2 separate regions of the Mus musculus genome follow, and region 2 is linked to region 1. Evidence: chromatin contacts called from public HiChIP or PLAC-seq data. All regions are on one chromosome and are shown on one strand. The core of a region is the stretch at or near the end of the contact, and the rest is flanking DNA. Distances in the headings are between cores, read along the strand shown.

What was found. HiChIP or PLAC-seq counts read pairs in DNA pulled down with a chosen protein or histone mark.
Region 2: an H3K27ac HiChIP or PLAC-seq map of VIP interneurons shows a contact between it and region 1, with 10 times the contacts expected there. The contact joins two enhancer-like sites. A contact is called at or near these places in 21 of 39 promoter capture datasets (the 3T3-L1 cell line, 3T3-L1-derived adipocytes, the C10 cell line and 13 more), 2 of 15 datasets of contacts at CTCF or cohesin (large pre-B cells and pro-B cells), 35 of 484 Hi-C or Micro-C datasets (the AtT-20 cell line, B cells, CD8 T cells and 25 more) and 4 of 115 datasets of contacts at active chromatin or transcription factors (VIP interneurons, bone marrow-derived dendritic cells, differentiating embryonic stem cells and 1 more).

What each region holds. Positions count from the first base shown.
Region 1 is chr3:79,863,800-79,871,248 of GRCm38.p6, forward strand. The region is part of intron 1 of Gm36569 (a long non-coding RNA gene); the gene reads right to left. Among named protein-coding and RNA genes, the nearest start is that of Gm40073, 15 kb to the left of the region's middle. Within about 2 kb of position 3,477, at least 36 of the 459 cell types and tissues checked have an H3K27ac peak or open chromatin away from gene starts, as enhancers often do. A contact at or near this core is called in VIP interneurons, where this site is marked.
Region 2 is chr3:81,913,729-81,921,177 of GRCm38.p6, forward strand. LOC102640985 (a long non-coding RNA gene) reads right to left here. Exons shown (of 3, transcript XR_375741.2): 2 at 3,388-4,475; 3 at 2,861-2,916. Among named protein-coding and RNA genes, the nearest start is that of Ctso, 15 kb to the right of the region's middle. Within about 2 kb of position 4,008, at least 64 of the 459 cell types and tissues checked have an H3K27ac peak or open chromatin away from gene starts, as enhancers often do. A contact at or near this core is called in VIP interneurons, where this site is marked.

The DNA of each region.
Region 1 (7,449 bases), core at 2,227-4,726:
TCACAGCAGTGCAAAATTGTTGGTGACTTTTCTCCCTCAGCAGCCTGCATCGCATCTTTCAGCACTGAAAACTCTAGTCAATCATAAGCCTCCAGGTCAGTACCAATTTGTTTCACCACAAGCTGTGACGAAAGTGTGTGAAGTCTCCAGCAATAGAGACTTACCACCAAGTTCTTGTGGGCTACTAAGAACAATGGCAATAGCCTGCTTTTGTTATTATTTTTGTTTGTTTCTTGCTTTTTGGTTTTTCGTATGTCTGGAACCCTCCTGATCATCTGGAAGATGGGATATTCCACATCTGGCCACTGGACTTTTTGTTTGAGAGAGTTATTTTAATTGCCCACTAGAGTTCTGCAGTTGGTGGCTTAGAGGATTTACTTGAAAAAATGCAGGACACAAGGACACGGATGTTGCCTCCCACTGGAGACCTCTGACACCTCTTTTGATCATGCCTGCATTTCTTCTTCCACCTACTTCCGGGGCTTCTTCTGATGGATTAGTCTGTCTTTGAAATCTTGAGATTTATGACACAGTTGTCTGCACCTCCACCCTCTGTCAGAGCTGAGAATCAGCTGCTACCCCAGCCCCTGTTGGTCCACATCCTTGAATTTAATCTGTTTATTCTTTATAATCTATAATGCAATCTCCAGTCCAAGTCTAAATTATTTTCATAACTACTTTGGGCACAGCAACAACCATAAATTCTCCTTCCCACTTGGCAGCCTTGAATTTTCATAGCTGGATATTTGCTGGGACTTTTAAGTTATTCTAAATGCCCGAGTCAGCGAGTGGTACAGCCCAGCATGGATGGAGAACACGCAGCAATCCCCTCATTGATCAAAATCAATCAGTGCTTTGAAATGGGAAATAGTATAGATATTTACACTACAGAAATCAGAATAGACTTGGCAAATGGCCATTTTTCCTTTGGATCCTAGCTCTGGTGGAGAACTAATTTACAGAGGCCCAAGTGCCAGATTGGTAAAAGCCCTGCATGGCATTTCTCTGGACAGATACTGGCTAGCAGGAGGGGTGGGCCTGGCATGGTGGGTAATGACTAGTCTCCAGACTTTAAAATGTCTAAAGCTAAGCTCTGAACACTGCTCCTAAACCTCCCCACTTCTGTGTAAGTGCCCTCCTAGTTAATGACCACAGCAAGGAACGTTGCCCAAGTCGTTAACAGGAACTGTGCGTTCAGTTCCTCATCTGTGGACTTGGCGTGTCGTGCTACTGGGGGAGGGAGGGAATTGTGCTTTGGAATCGAGCTTGGCACAATACTAGTTTTTTGAAATACCCTGTGCACGTTGAAGTCATTGTTCAGACTAAGCTCTCTACCCTTGACCTCCTCTCCTCCTACCTTGACTTTTAAGCTATGTCAGTCACCATGTGTCTTAGCTTTATCAATTTTATGGTGACCTCCCTGGGACAAGCTCTTATGTGAGTCTGAATTATTTTCTTGGCACAAAGTTGTTTTCTAGCTTTCATTATCGACTCCTTTACAGTCTGCTTTTATTTGTTTGTAATATTATTATTATTTTTTAGTTAGAGTCTTCTTATGTAGTTCCAGGTGGCCTTTAACTCCTGGTCTTCACATCCCTGCCACTGAAAGCCATACTCCAATGCTGGTTTATTTTTTTTTTAAATGATGATCCCCATCAGGCATGCAAGCATGGTTCTTCTAGGGCAAGGAACAGGTTTGTCAAAACAAGAATAGGGGAGAAAGCAAGGCTAGGCCTGGGGAAGGCCATGGAGCTGGGCAAGGATGGCATAGGCAGTATAGATAACTAGGAGCCAGGGAGAGGGAGAGCAGTTTATTCTGTCTGAATTACAAAAAGTACAACATGAACTCCCAGTCACTTGGAAATGAGCCCAGGATGAAGAAAATGGGAAACACAACTCCATCAAGGGCTCTACAGGTAAGACTGATAACTTTGAATACTAGTGAGTCAAAAAAAAAATGGGCTCTATAGTCTGACTTTGTCATAGCAGTATTCAGTGTTAGGAAGCCTGGACATATTTTGACAGAAATGACATTTCCAAACTTGGTGGTATGTGGAGATGACGGCATTGATAGTATTGACCTGACTTTCCTAGGCTGTGCTATTGGAAAGTCTTGAGACTGGATAGATACGGTTAGGATACAGGAGAGAGATTTGGTGGGGATGGAGTGAGGTGGTGATGGGTAGCATTTTGAGACAGTCTAGCTGTCCTAGAACCCACTGTTTAGCCTAGGCTGACTTTAAAAATCACAACAGTTGTCAGTGCTGAGATTATGGACGTGATTCACAATGTCTGGGATTCTCTCTCTCTCCTCATCTTCCCTCTTCCCCTTTGATAGGACCATGATTGCAAACTAAACAAACATAATTTTAAAAAGAAGTTATTTTGCTTACTCACTTTAAAATATCACTAACAGAAAGATACTGCAAGATAAACCACTCACCAGGACCCTGACTCCCATCCTTACCGCCTCACTGCTGCCCTTTCTGCTTCACTGGTCTGCTTACTGGCCCCATTCCAGCCCCGATGGTGACCTGGCTTCGTCTCATCTTTTAGCTCATTGCTTCTTGCCAGTTTCAGGGATTCAGGACCCCTTCTCTGGTGACTTGAGGGGGCTTTTCTCATTATGGCTGTTATATAGGTATATTCTATATCATATATATATATTCATTCTATATGCTAAAGAGGTCAACTGAAATATTCTGTATCATATGCATATATTCATCCTATATGCTAAAGAGGTCGAACTGAATCGTTCATGAAGATGGGCCTCAGTTTAGAGCCTGGTCCTCGGTAAGCCTTCCTATGAGTCAGTTCTACATTGTCTCAAACAAACCAATCAGCATCTAGTGCTGCATCATTTATTCTGACCTGCAGGTGCTGCCATTGTCCCCACAGCTCACTAACAGCAGTGCCTTCTGCTCAGGTGCTGAGAGCATGAAGCTCCTATCAAAGCACGGCCTCCACTCCAGAGTCTCCCAGGACGGACGGGTGCTGTCTCATCCGTGGCTTAGGACTCCCTCTTCCTTGGCTAGTCAACCTGAAAGAGTGTTTATATCCCAGTGTTTTGTAGGGTGGATCTGTGGGGAGACTCCTCATCCCCATATCGTAATGCCTGGCTCTCCGAGAAAGGCTTCTCCTCCATGACTCTGTTGTTAAGCAACAGTAGTTAAAATTCACTTTCCTCCAATTTTTCAATATCCTCTACCTCATGACTTTGCATCTATAGCTAACCCAAGCATTGAAATCTTTCTGAATCTTAAGCTAAAGCATTAATTCCAGAGGAGAACACTGACACATCTACTTGGACAGGTGTCACCCGTATGCACCATCAGAATTGCCTCCCCCAACAGAGCTTGCATCTTTTTTTTTTGGATAATAGATCCTGAGACATAAAATACAGGTAGGATGTTAGTATCTTCCTTCCTCTCATTAAGTTGCATTGATGTGAGGCTCCAGACAGAGAAGCACTGGATTCTGTTTCCATGGCAACTGCTTCACTGCCTAGGGGAAAAACAGGACAGCAATTGAAGTCTGTGCTAATGGCAGTCCTAAAAATAATCAGTAATGTGTTGAAATCAAGTGGAAAGACCCAGGAAATAATAGATAAAATTAAACCTCTGCAATGTGGGGCTGAACAATCAGATGCCAGTTAAATCTCGTTGCAAGTGTCTTGTGCTCCAAGGTGTACAGGGACAGTTGGTGATGAGTGTATTTTGGAGGATAATTGATCATTCTTTTATTGAATCACTCATTCAACTAACTACTAAGTATGCAGGAGCCTTGGGTCAGCAGAAACTCTGACTCTGGACTCTCTTGGTTTTATGTGATCAAGAGACAAGAAAAGCTAAAGTAATTATTGAAGATATCTTGTTTGCTGACCCAGTTGCTATTCTAAAAATTTCCATTGGGTATTTGTGGGGTTGGCCATAGCCAACCCCAGGGACAATTCAAAACAATTTATAGGTTTTATTAGTTTAGTAGAGGCCATGCAGCTAAGGTGGATGCCTGCCTGGTACTTCTATCTGTGGTGACTGAGTTCTGCTCAAAGCTCAGAATCTTGTTTGGTGCTTGGAGAATGTTTATAATCTTTGTTTTATCTGAACATGAAAAGGGATACATTTAATATATGTCACTTCTGGCAGCTACTTTGTGATTAAAGGGAATGAAAACAGCTTTCAGGCAAGGGAAAGCCCAAGGGCATTACAGACATGGGCTGGAGTGATTGGTGGGTGCTTACAAGTATTTGGCTGCTCTTCTACGGGACTCAGGCCCAACTTCCAGCATCCACAGATGCCTCATGGCCATCTGTAGCTTCAGTTCTAGGGGGTTTGACACCCTCTTCTGGAATCTGTTGGCACCAGGCATGCACATGGTACACATAGATACATTCAGGGAAAATGCTTACACACATAAAATAAATCACACGAGAGAGAGAGAGAGAGAGAGAGAGAGAGAGAGAGAGAGAGAGAGAGAGAGAGAGAGAGAGAGAGAGAGGAGAGAGGAGAGAGAGAGAGACAGAGAGAGAGAGAGAGATGGCTTCATATGCTCCATAGTTAGTTACACCGTACTTTTGAGTTTGGTGTATGGGTGGCCCTCCTGACCTAGAGGTTACTCCTTCTAGGGCTTAGTGGAGTGTCTAGGTGGAGGGCATGATGAACACGAGCCAATAACACTATTCTAAACTTGCCTGGCCACCAAGAAAAGCTGTTAGTGGGACTAAACTAGTATGTGGCCCTTTAATTTGACCCAAGGAGAAAGATATGTACTAAAAATTTGTACTATAGTAACAAATCTGTTTGTGTGTATGTGTGTACGTGTGTGTGTGTGTGTGTGTGTGTGTGTGTGTACATGTGTGTGTGTGTGTGTGTGTGTGTGTGTGTATGTCTGCTCTCATATTCGGCTGTATCACAGAGCCAGAATTCTCTGTGGGCTTGCTTAGTCCTAGGCAAAGAAAATCTTCTGAAATAGAAGTCAGAACAAGTTGTAGCAGTGACATCTGCAGTCAACTGTCTTTTAAGTTCTTATTTAATGTTATTTTTTTAAACAAACTTTTAAAACTAGATTACTTTTTTCTATCATCTTTAGCTAAAATATCAAAATAATTAATATGTAAAATTTTTATCAAAGAATATACAGCCAAAATATGCCAGATAAGTATTAGCATGGTTTCAGGCAACTAATCAATAAGATTAACAGCTTATTAAAGTTTTGAACTGATGCTGTTTATGTTGTATGTCAACTTAAAAATCTGTAGTATATTTTGGGATATTCTTGTAAGTATTCTCATTATTATCTTTTTGCTCTTCTACTGAAATGAGGTCATCCATACTAAATACTTGTCAGAGCTGTCTGCCTCTTGCTTGTGTGCTGGGGATGCTGTCTTCTTCCTGTGAGTAGATCTTTCTCCAGCATTTTTTCTTCAGTCTAAAGGAAGGAGGAACACGTTGGAGGACCTGCTTATTTTATTATTATTATTTTTTAAAACCCCAGTGACAAGGGCCAGCTTAAGCCTCTGCCTTGTTGCTGCATGGTTTCATTTTGTGGGGCTGCTATAACAAATGACCATGAACTGTGTCGTTTAAAAACAACTGACATTTAGTTTGTCACATTTCTGGCGGCTCAGATCTGAAATGACCATACTGGCAGGGCTATGCTCTTGGTAGGTCCTCTGAAAACTCTTCCTTGCCTCTTCTCAGCTGTGGTACTTGGAGCAATACTCAGTGGCCCTGTAGCTATCTCACTCCAATCTCCTCCTATACTGTCACACGACTTTACTTATGTCTCCATGTGTCCCTGACCTTTTAATAAGGATACTGGACACTGGATTTGGAATCCACCTTAATCCCTTATGACTTCATCTTATATGCCTGCCCCAGTTTTGTAATAAGGCTACATTGTAAAGTCCTGGGGTAGGGGTGGGGACAGATATAACTTTATTTTGAGACAAGGTCTGTGTGCTCACTAATTTTGTGTCAACTTGACACAAGCTAGAGTCATCTAAGAGGAAGGGACCCCAATTTAAAAAATTCAATAAGATGGACCTGCAGGCAAGACTGTAGAGTATTTTTTTAAATTAGTAATTGATGTAAGAGGACCCAGCCTATTGTGGGTGGAGTCATCTCTAGGCTGGTGGTCTTGGGTTCTATAAGAAAGTAAGCTGAGCAATCCATGGGGAGCAAGCATTTCTACATGGCCTCTACATCAGCTCTAGCATCCAGCTTCCTGCCCTGTTTGAGTCCTGTCCTGACTTCCTTCAGTTCTGGACTATGATGTGGAAGCACAAGCCAAATAAATCCTTTTCTTTTCAACTTGCTCTTAGTCACGGTGTTTTATCACAACAATAGTAACCCAAACTAAGATGGTCTCATTGTAGAGCAGGCTGACCTCAAACTGACCATGTAGTTCATTTTGGCCTTAAACTCATGGCAATTCTCCTCTCTCTGATTTTTAAGAGCTAGGATTTTAGGTGTGAACCACAATGCCCTGCCTGGAAATGCTTTTCCAGGTGGCATTATTCAAGCCACTACAATACACACCAAGTATATTATACATCAAGAGAAGATGGGGGTGGGAAGTCACACTGTCTCCACCTCATGTTCACTCAGCTCATTCCACATTTCAAGGGCTCAGCTTGAAAAGATTAAAGCTCTAAGTTCAAATCCACACCAGCCAAGAACTTTTGGGTTTTAATCTACTATAACTGTATATTGAGTTATTAGGGGCGGCCCATTGGCTTATATTAATACAGAAAGGCAGTGGAATGGAGCCTGAGGTTGTTTTTTTAGGCTTCATCATTCTCTAGTTTCATGCTTGTTTTGTTTGTTTGTTGAGACTAGATCTCTCTATATAGCCCCAGCTGTCCCGATTTAGACCTCACAGAGGCCTCGGACTCAGAGATCCCCCTACCTCTGCCACCTGAGTGTGGGATTAAAGATATATGCCACCACATTCGGGTATTTTCCTTTCTGAATGCTGCTTTCTGTTCTTAGATGGTTGACACGATGAGCTCCCTGCATGGTTGGATGACTAGAGAGCAGTTATTCCCATTAGAAGTTCCATAAAGAAATCAAGTTATCCAAGGTTGGGCCATGGCCTTTGCTGTGGCTCAACAGACGTAACAATGAAGGAGATCTAGGTCTGTCGAGGATGAATTGTGCGGGTATCCTCTCATTCCAGGCTGTTGGGGGTTCTGTTTCCAGAATAAAAGAGGAGGACATCAGGCAGATGAAGTTAGATGGCCCCCTCAGGGAAGTTCTCAGTTCCTTTCACTTCTGTAGTCAAGATTCTTTCAGGAGGTAGAGCACCGGGGTAGGTGTTATGTAGGTTGCCACTGAAATAATTGCAGGTCTCACGAAGAGGAGAAGAACAGTGGTCCTGTGCTCACAGGCCTGAAGAGAATGGAATTAGATGAACAGTCTTGGGTATAAGAAGTTCTTGAAGTCCAGT
Region 2 (7,449 bases), core at 2,758-5,257, 2.1 Mb after region 1:
AAACTGACCTAATGCATGTCTCAAATGTGCAGTCTACTGCACAGCTAGAGCTATACCTATATTTATGTGCATAATTTATGTTTATGGATAACTATCTGATTTATGCGGCCATAGTAGACATCTGGCATGTCATAAATTTACAGAAGACTAAATATTAAAATAAAAAAGATTATTGGAGAGGGGACTCCTGGAGTACCTTCCCATATAACAAATACTAAATAATAGGTTGTTTAGCTAATAATTTGTCCTATGTAGATTCTACATAAGACAAAAGCAGTCATTGTATATCTGATTTTTCCTTGTATATCAGGATTCAAACTAAATAGAAGTTAGAGACTGTCTTGCACATTAAGTCCAGGAGAGCATTTAAATGGCTCGCCAACTCCAGTTCACATGGTGATATATAGTTCTCCTGGGTATGGACTGTGAAACTGAGTTAGTGTCAATGAAAGAGAATGGGAGATGGGCTTTCAGATGTCCTCATTCAGCCAAAGAGAGAAGTACAGTTCAAAGAGTTTTCACCCACTGAGCTTTTCAAATAACCATCCAGTACAATGGATGTATTGCTTTGGAGGGAAGGCTCAGAGGGATACTAAAGAAACTGATAGATATCATCATTTTAACAGTGACTCCAGGGTACTTCATCTGTCCTTCGCATATGGTAATCAGCCTGCTCACAGGGCCACTTGACTGGTTATGTGAAGGTAGAATCTGTGTGCTTTCATACAGCCAGCTCTCTGCTAGGACCAACCCATGAACTCAGAGCAACTAAACTAATAACAGCCCTTGTCTCTAGACTACTGACCATCTCTCTTCTTTAGGAAAGAAGTCAGGAAAGATACCAAATGGTCCCATGACCCAAACAGTAGCACCAGTCACAACAATCTGGATGTAATCCGCATGCCTTCCTTTTTTTAATAAATACATATCAAAGTGTTGTCTATATGTGCTGAAATGTAAATATAAAACTTAAAATGTCTCTTCAGTTCAACTTTTATACATGTTGTCATCATACATATTATTCACTGGCAGCCATGGCTTCACCTTCCTTTTGTGAGATTTGGACATTCATGCAGCATCTAAAAGCTAAAATATTTTGAGCTACCTCTTTGCATGACCTCTGACCAATAAATTCATCAGAAAATATCATCACCTTCTTTGTCAATAAAACAAGGTCCGTGCTGCTATTTGGATATTTCTAGCTTTTATGAAGACCACAGAAGAGCTAATGCTTGATATAAGAATCCAAACCTCAACAGAGTTGGATAACATGGAGCTGATCATTGAAATCAATATGTCCACTCATAGACTTGGTCTCCAGTTAGCAAAGCATTAGCTTGTCTAAGACCCTAGGGTATGCTAGATATATATTTTGAATAGTTGCGCCTTAAAATTTCAAGTTGAGTTAGATATCGTGTTTACATTTTTCTGCTTTTAATGGGTCTTGGGAAGAAAATGTGCTTGAGCCAAATCTCTTGATTTCTATGACATTAATAATCATCTCTACAGATCCTCCCTTTTGTCCCATTACTCTTTTCTCATCTGCTAAGAAATAGCTTCCAGGGTGTGGATAAGAGACTATTGTTTGGCCGGTGTTCTCAGCTGTGCAATGGTGCCAATCAAGCTCAAGTTATTTTACAGTTTCTGTTTGTTTGCCTTGATTGAGGTCGTTTAGAAAGGATTCAGTTGATAGCCTAAGCTATTCTGGAACCCGCTGTGTATCCCAGGTTATCCCCATACTTATGACAATGCCATTCCTTCTGCCTCAGCTCCCTTAGTGCTGAAATTATATGCATGAGCCAATACCTAGCTCTTAAGTCATTTAAATCATTATATATAGGAACGAAATTCAAAACAAGTATAAAAGCTAAGATTCAAATAAGTCCTCAGATATTAATCTATGGAATAGATTACAGCACCAATGAGAGAAAACATGTGCCTTACTGGTAAAATTTAAGGTATATAATATATAGGAAACATCAAACTTACGTATGCCATAGCTTAATGATAAAGTAGTTTTAAGCAGACCCACAGAAATCATAAATAGACCAGGAATATTCAACCAAATACTGAGTCCAGACCAAGTATTTAATTCTCAAGACTCCCTCAATTTCAAAGCTTAAGAGGCTAGGAGTATAGATATGTATCAGATAATGTAATCTGCGGTTTTAGATCCTGGAAAACTAAAATGAGAAAATCTTAATAAAGCTCCCAGCTAATGCTTGTTTTCAGAGTTCTGCCAGTATCTACAAAATTAAAAAAAAAAAAAATCGAAGGTCACTTTCTGTGCCTGGTCCTGAATTCTCCCTCTTCCTTCTCTTGTCATTTACTCTTCCAAATGGAAATGGACAGAGCCACTGGAAAGTCTGTACAGAAGCTCACCAAGAGGAAGTGAGTCACTTGGTGAACATGTGTCAAGAAAGGAAGCCTGAGTGGGTCCAGATGGCAGGGTGCCACACAAGCCTAGCACAACTCTTCATCTTGGGCAAAGCAAAGCAAGAACAGGCAATGTTTGTAATGGCGTGCTAACATCAGTCGGCAGACACAGTCTCCATGGCACCAAAGCACATCATACAAACAAAGGAGAGCCACGGGGAAGCCAGGGCTGCACCAGCTCTCTAAGTTTTAAAGTAAAGGATCAGGATGCTAACTGACAAGGAATGATCATAGACATTTGACATGTCTGTTTAGCATCCCCATGCTGAATGGATGCCTTCATATCCCTTTAGCTACAATAAACAAAGCAGACACTCAGTGTGAAGCCTATCTGACTGGCCACCTCCATTGGTGGCAGTGGAGTCCCAGTAGAATAAGGGCTGGCTTGGACATGCTATTTACCTAAGTTTTTCCCACATCCATCACTTATTAGCTGTTCATCTCTGGGTAAGTTATTTCACATCCGTTCGGTATGGCATGCTGTGTAAATAAAGAGAAGAATGTCCTATTTATTAAAAGGATTCATGGTGACTAGATCTAGAGCAGAGACAAATTATGTACTAATATGTACCTACTAGTAAAAGCAAGGTTTCTTTATGCCTTCCTTAGCAATTATCTTATATTGCTTTCATCAAGTTCCATACTAGTCACTATAAGTAGTTTGTTGCTACTATGAAAATAAAATGAATTTACATTTTTCAGCCACATTTTCCAGACACACTCATTTGCATGCTCTCCTCCAACCACTGAATGTCATCTTGCAGGATTTTCATAAGGTATGAATATTTATTGTTATTTAAATGCAATCCTGTGCGAGATAAAATTGCAGCCTCAGACCTAATTCAGTCTGTCCTTCCTGCCTGTGCATAATATGCATATGAGATGATGTAATGAAAGACCTAGGTATCTCTGTCACTGTCCCTTCCACACACTTAAACCTCATGCTCTTACCTGACAATAACCAGCAGACAGGCAGGGAACAGGGCCAGGGGTCCTTGGGCAACAGAAATCCACTGCTGTACCATGGGAGACACTGATATGCCCCTATCCGAGGCAGACCTGCTGTGAAATGACATCGGTGCTGTCACTGGCATGAACACAGGTAGGAGATGCTCTATAGATTCCCCTCACAATTCTCTGCAGTGATAGCAGGGAATGGCGCCATCTGAACCCTCCAGTCTCCCACAACTCTAGCCCTTAATAGTTCACCTGAGACCATGCCCTGGGGTTCCGTGGCAGGGCACCTTAAAGCTACCTTTGGAGAGTTCCACTGTGCTAGGAAAAGGTATTCACTCTTGCTACACCCACATGACCAGGATTGCTTGTCAGTTCCTCATCTTCTATGGCCTGCATCTGCCTTGTGTAGAAAGCCGGCGGCAGGCAGGCAGGCAAGCAGCTGTGTTGGTGAATGGGAATTCCAGTGTGGCTCAGAATGCTAGGTTTCCCTATTGACTCTCCATCCTTTCCAAGGTTTATACTCTCCATATTTACCCTGGCTGCTGTTTAGCAAAGACCTTAATGCTGCAATCTCTGTTGGGGTTGGTATGACTCAGGGATGCCCTCCCTGAAGACTAAGAACTCCTTCCTCCCCTCCTCAGACAGGCCCCAGGCACAGGACTGTTATTTTCCTGGTCTGGTTCTGAGGATGTCTGGCCACAATGATTCATGGTGTTTTTTTAATATGTGGCTGGAAGCTATTGTTAGTTCTCAGATACAGACACCTACAATACACACAGTAAGGGAAAAATCCTCACCCATGTTTGATTATACCATTGTAGTACATAGAATGAGAAGAAAAATCCCCTTAAACTTTAGAGTTGAATAAATGTCAAAGGTACAGATATTTGTCTGTATGTGGTTTTATTTTCCTTCCACGGTACATGTCATATCGGAAGGAACGTCAACCATGGAGCTGGCTTTCTTCAAAAGCTCACTTTTGAAGGATTAAGGAAGTGTGTTCTACTCTTCCTGCTGTCATCTCTTCTTTCTGATGCTTGATGAACAGTGCTTGTCGTGAGTTCAAGGCCACCCATGGGAAGCTGGGGAAGAATCATATAAAGCGTGTCAAGTTCATTCAGGCTGCCTGAGGTCCAGTCCATCTTAGCTGATAGTTCTTGGGTCCTATTAATCCCCAAGCTCTGTCTCTTGGCTGAATTGCAGCTGGCTGTGAGACATGTAACAGTGCTTCTGTCGCCTGGGATCAGCTGCCTCTCCCTGATGACTAAGCCCTTCCCTGGCATGTAGGCAGCTAGCGACTTCATATTCTCCATCATATCCTCTAACCTCAATCGCCTCTGAGACAAGTTGACCTCATCTCTACCGTGAAGAGCCACAGCAGACAAGCAGGCCCTCCACACAGAATCTAGAAAGCACGGGGATTTTTTTTGTAGACATGAAATACCACGAAGAGCTGTGTTACACGGTCTCTCTTTTGGCCCTCTAAATGATAAGGCCTCTCTGTTCTCCATAAATGGTTTAAATGTGCTTTCTCTGTATCTGTCAGTCTCTTTTGGGAATGTTTAATCACCAGTGAACTAAGAATCTGAGCCACCATCTCTTTCCATGAGCTATCCCAGCGTTCAATACCTCCAAAGTCGCTGTCAGAAGAAAAGAGACATTTTTTGTTAGTTACTTTGATAGATTAGCATTACTTATTGCTTCAATTTAATACAAACAAAATCTTGTTGCATTATGATTGAACCCATTAAAGACAGAAAAGTAGAAAAAATTGCAAATCTCTATAAATCTGTTGATTTTATTTTATTTTTTTTTATTTTTATTTTTATTTTTTTACTATTTTCTTGGTGTATGCTATGGAGTCTTGCTGATCAAAGATTACAAATGGTAACAAGCAGTAACTCAGTTCATTATGGCAAATTAATATCTCCACAGCTTGTGCTGCTTGTTCTTTGTGGGAAATCATACATTAATTTCATTTAGATCCTGTAAGTGTGGGGTCTCTAACCTGACACTTGAGTATACAATTATCTTTAACATTAGGAAATATCACTTCAGAGGAAAAGATGATCCTATTCAACAATTATATCTCATTCATCATAGAAGTTATCCATTAAACATCTGCTGCTATTGACCTCTAAGGCTGGAGATACTGAATAGAACATGCTGTAGCTTCATAGTCTCAAAACCAATACTTCTGAGTATAGAATGTAAAAGGATGTCTATCTCAATTATCTTTGAAAATATGCTTATGTTTATTTAACTGATTTATTTGTAACTGTACTAACAATTTTGTTTCTGATGGTTATGCAATGTAATAGAAATAAGAGTTGTTAATATGATCATGAGTGAAAAAAATATACACACACACATATATATATATACACATATTATACATATATATACATATATATATATACACATATTATACATATATATATACATATATATATATACACATATTATACATATATATATATACATATATATATGGTTAATCACATGAAAATGTCTCATAGTTGAAATTTCTGAATATTTGGAGGAGAAAAATAATTTTGCCTTTAATTCAGATCTCAGGGTTGTGTGTGGTGATGCATGTATCAGCTAGAACTTTGCTTCAAAGTGTGATATGGATTTGCTGCTTGCCTTTAACATCAATGTTCATTCCTTCCAAAAGATTGGTTAGTATCTGAAAACAAAGATGGAATTCATTGCAACAAAGAGTCTTTTGTCAGCTCTATAGTAGCAATGTGAAGTGTAGAGCAGAGGCAATTAGCAACAATTACGGAATACTCAGCTCTTCACAAACACTGAGAGTCTGTGCCTGCCAGTACCGTTAAAGGGAACAACATTCTCTTCAAAGTGCTGAAAACTGAGGAGGAAAATGCAAAAACCTTCACTACACTTAAATGCCCTGATAGCATTTTTAAAACATACAAACGAGCAGTCAGTGCTTTAATCTTCAACACACACGCTGTAGTGAAAAGGGTGTTCCCACCATCCCCACCCCCACCTTGTTTGGAATGGAAACTGTCTAATAAAGAAGAACTGAATGCTAAATAATAGACAATTTTTCTCTTATAATGCTGGGAAGTCATGACAGGCTTCCCACATCAGAAGAATCAACGACGACATATGCAACTGTAAAGACAACATACAATTTACTTAAACTCTTCCGCAAGTTCACTGGAAAGATTCTCTGGGCAGGTACTCATGTCTCTTTTCACAGTTTCACCTCAGGAATACTTTCTGGGATGAAGAGATGATACCAGCACCTCACAGGCCAGAATGGCTTCTTTCCAACTACTTGATTTTACATATGGACACAGGCAAGTCTTTACGTGTTCATCATGGATATAAAACAAGTATTTTTCTGTTATTTTTTCCTCCTTAATACATTTGCTATGTTTTTAGCAGTGCTTTACCAGTGTTATCGTAACGCTATGTAACAGACACCCCTGTTAAATTTTAATGGACCAGAGAAACAATCATTTTTCCTTCCATGTCTCGGTTGACGAACAGTCTGTGGATTATCTGATGGCATCAGCACTTGCCTAGGCTCTCCTGCACTAGAATGAGCTATTTCAGGTCTTTATCTCAGTATCCAGGCTGAAGGATGCTCTTGAAGGTGTGTCTTTCTCATGGCAAACAGCACAGGCTCCAAGAACATAAGCTGATGAGATTCAATAGGCAAATTGAGGCTTCGGCTTGTAACTCATACTCTATCATTCCTAGGTACTGTTTCATCAGCAGAAGAATGCATAATTTGACTGTCAAACAAGAGAGCTGGTGCCCAAAATAAGTGAGGGGAAAAATGTTATCTATAGAGAATTTATGGAGGTACAGCCGAAAGGTAAAGATCAATGCCAAATGGCATCACTGAGCCAGTCATGCAAGTAAAAGATGGCTGCTACAGTCCAGTGTCCGGTGCTGTGGTACAAATGCAAGGTTGGAGCATCACAGGTACTATAAGCAGGAGCAGCTGTATCTCTGCCCTGTCATTTCCTCCCGTTTTGTTGCAGATGCTTCGCTGTGTTGGCTACACTGCACAAACTG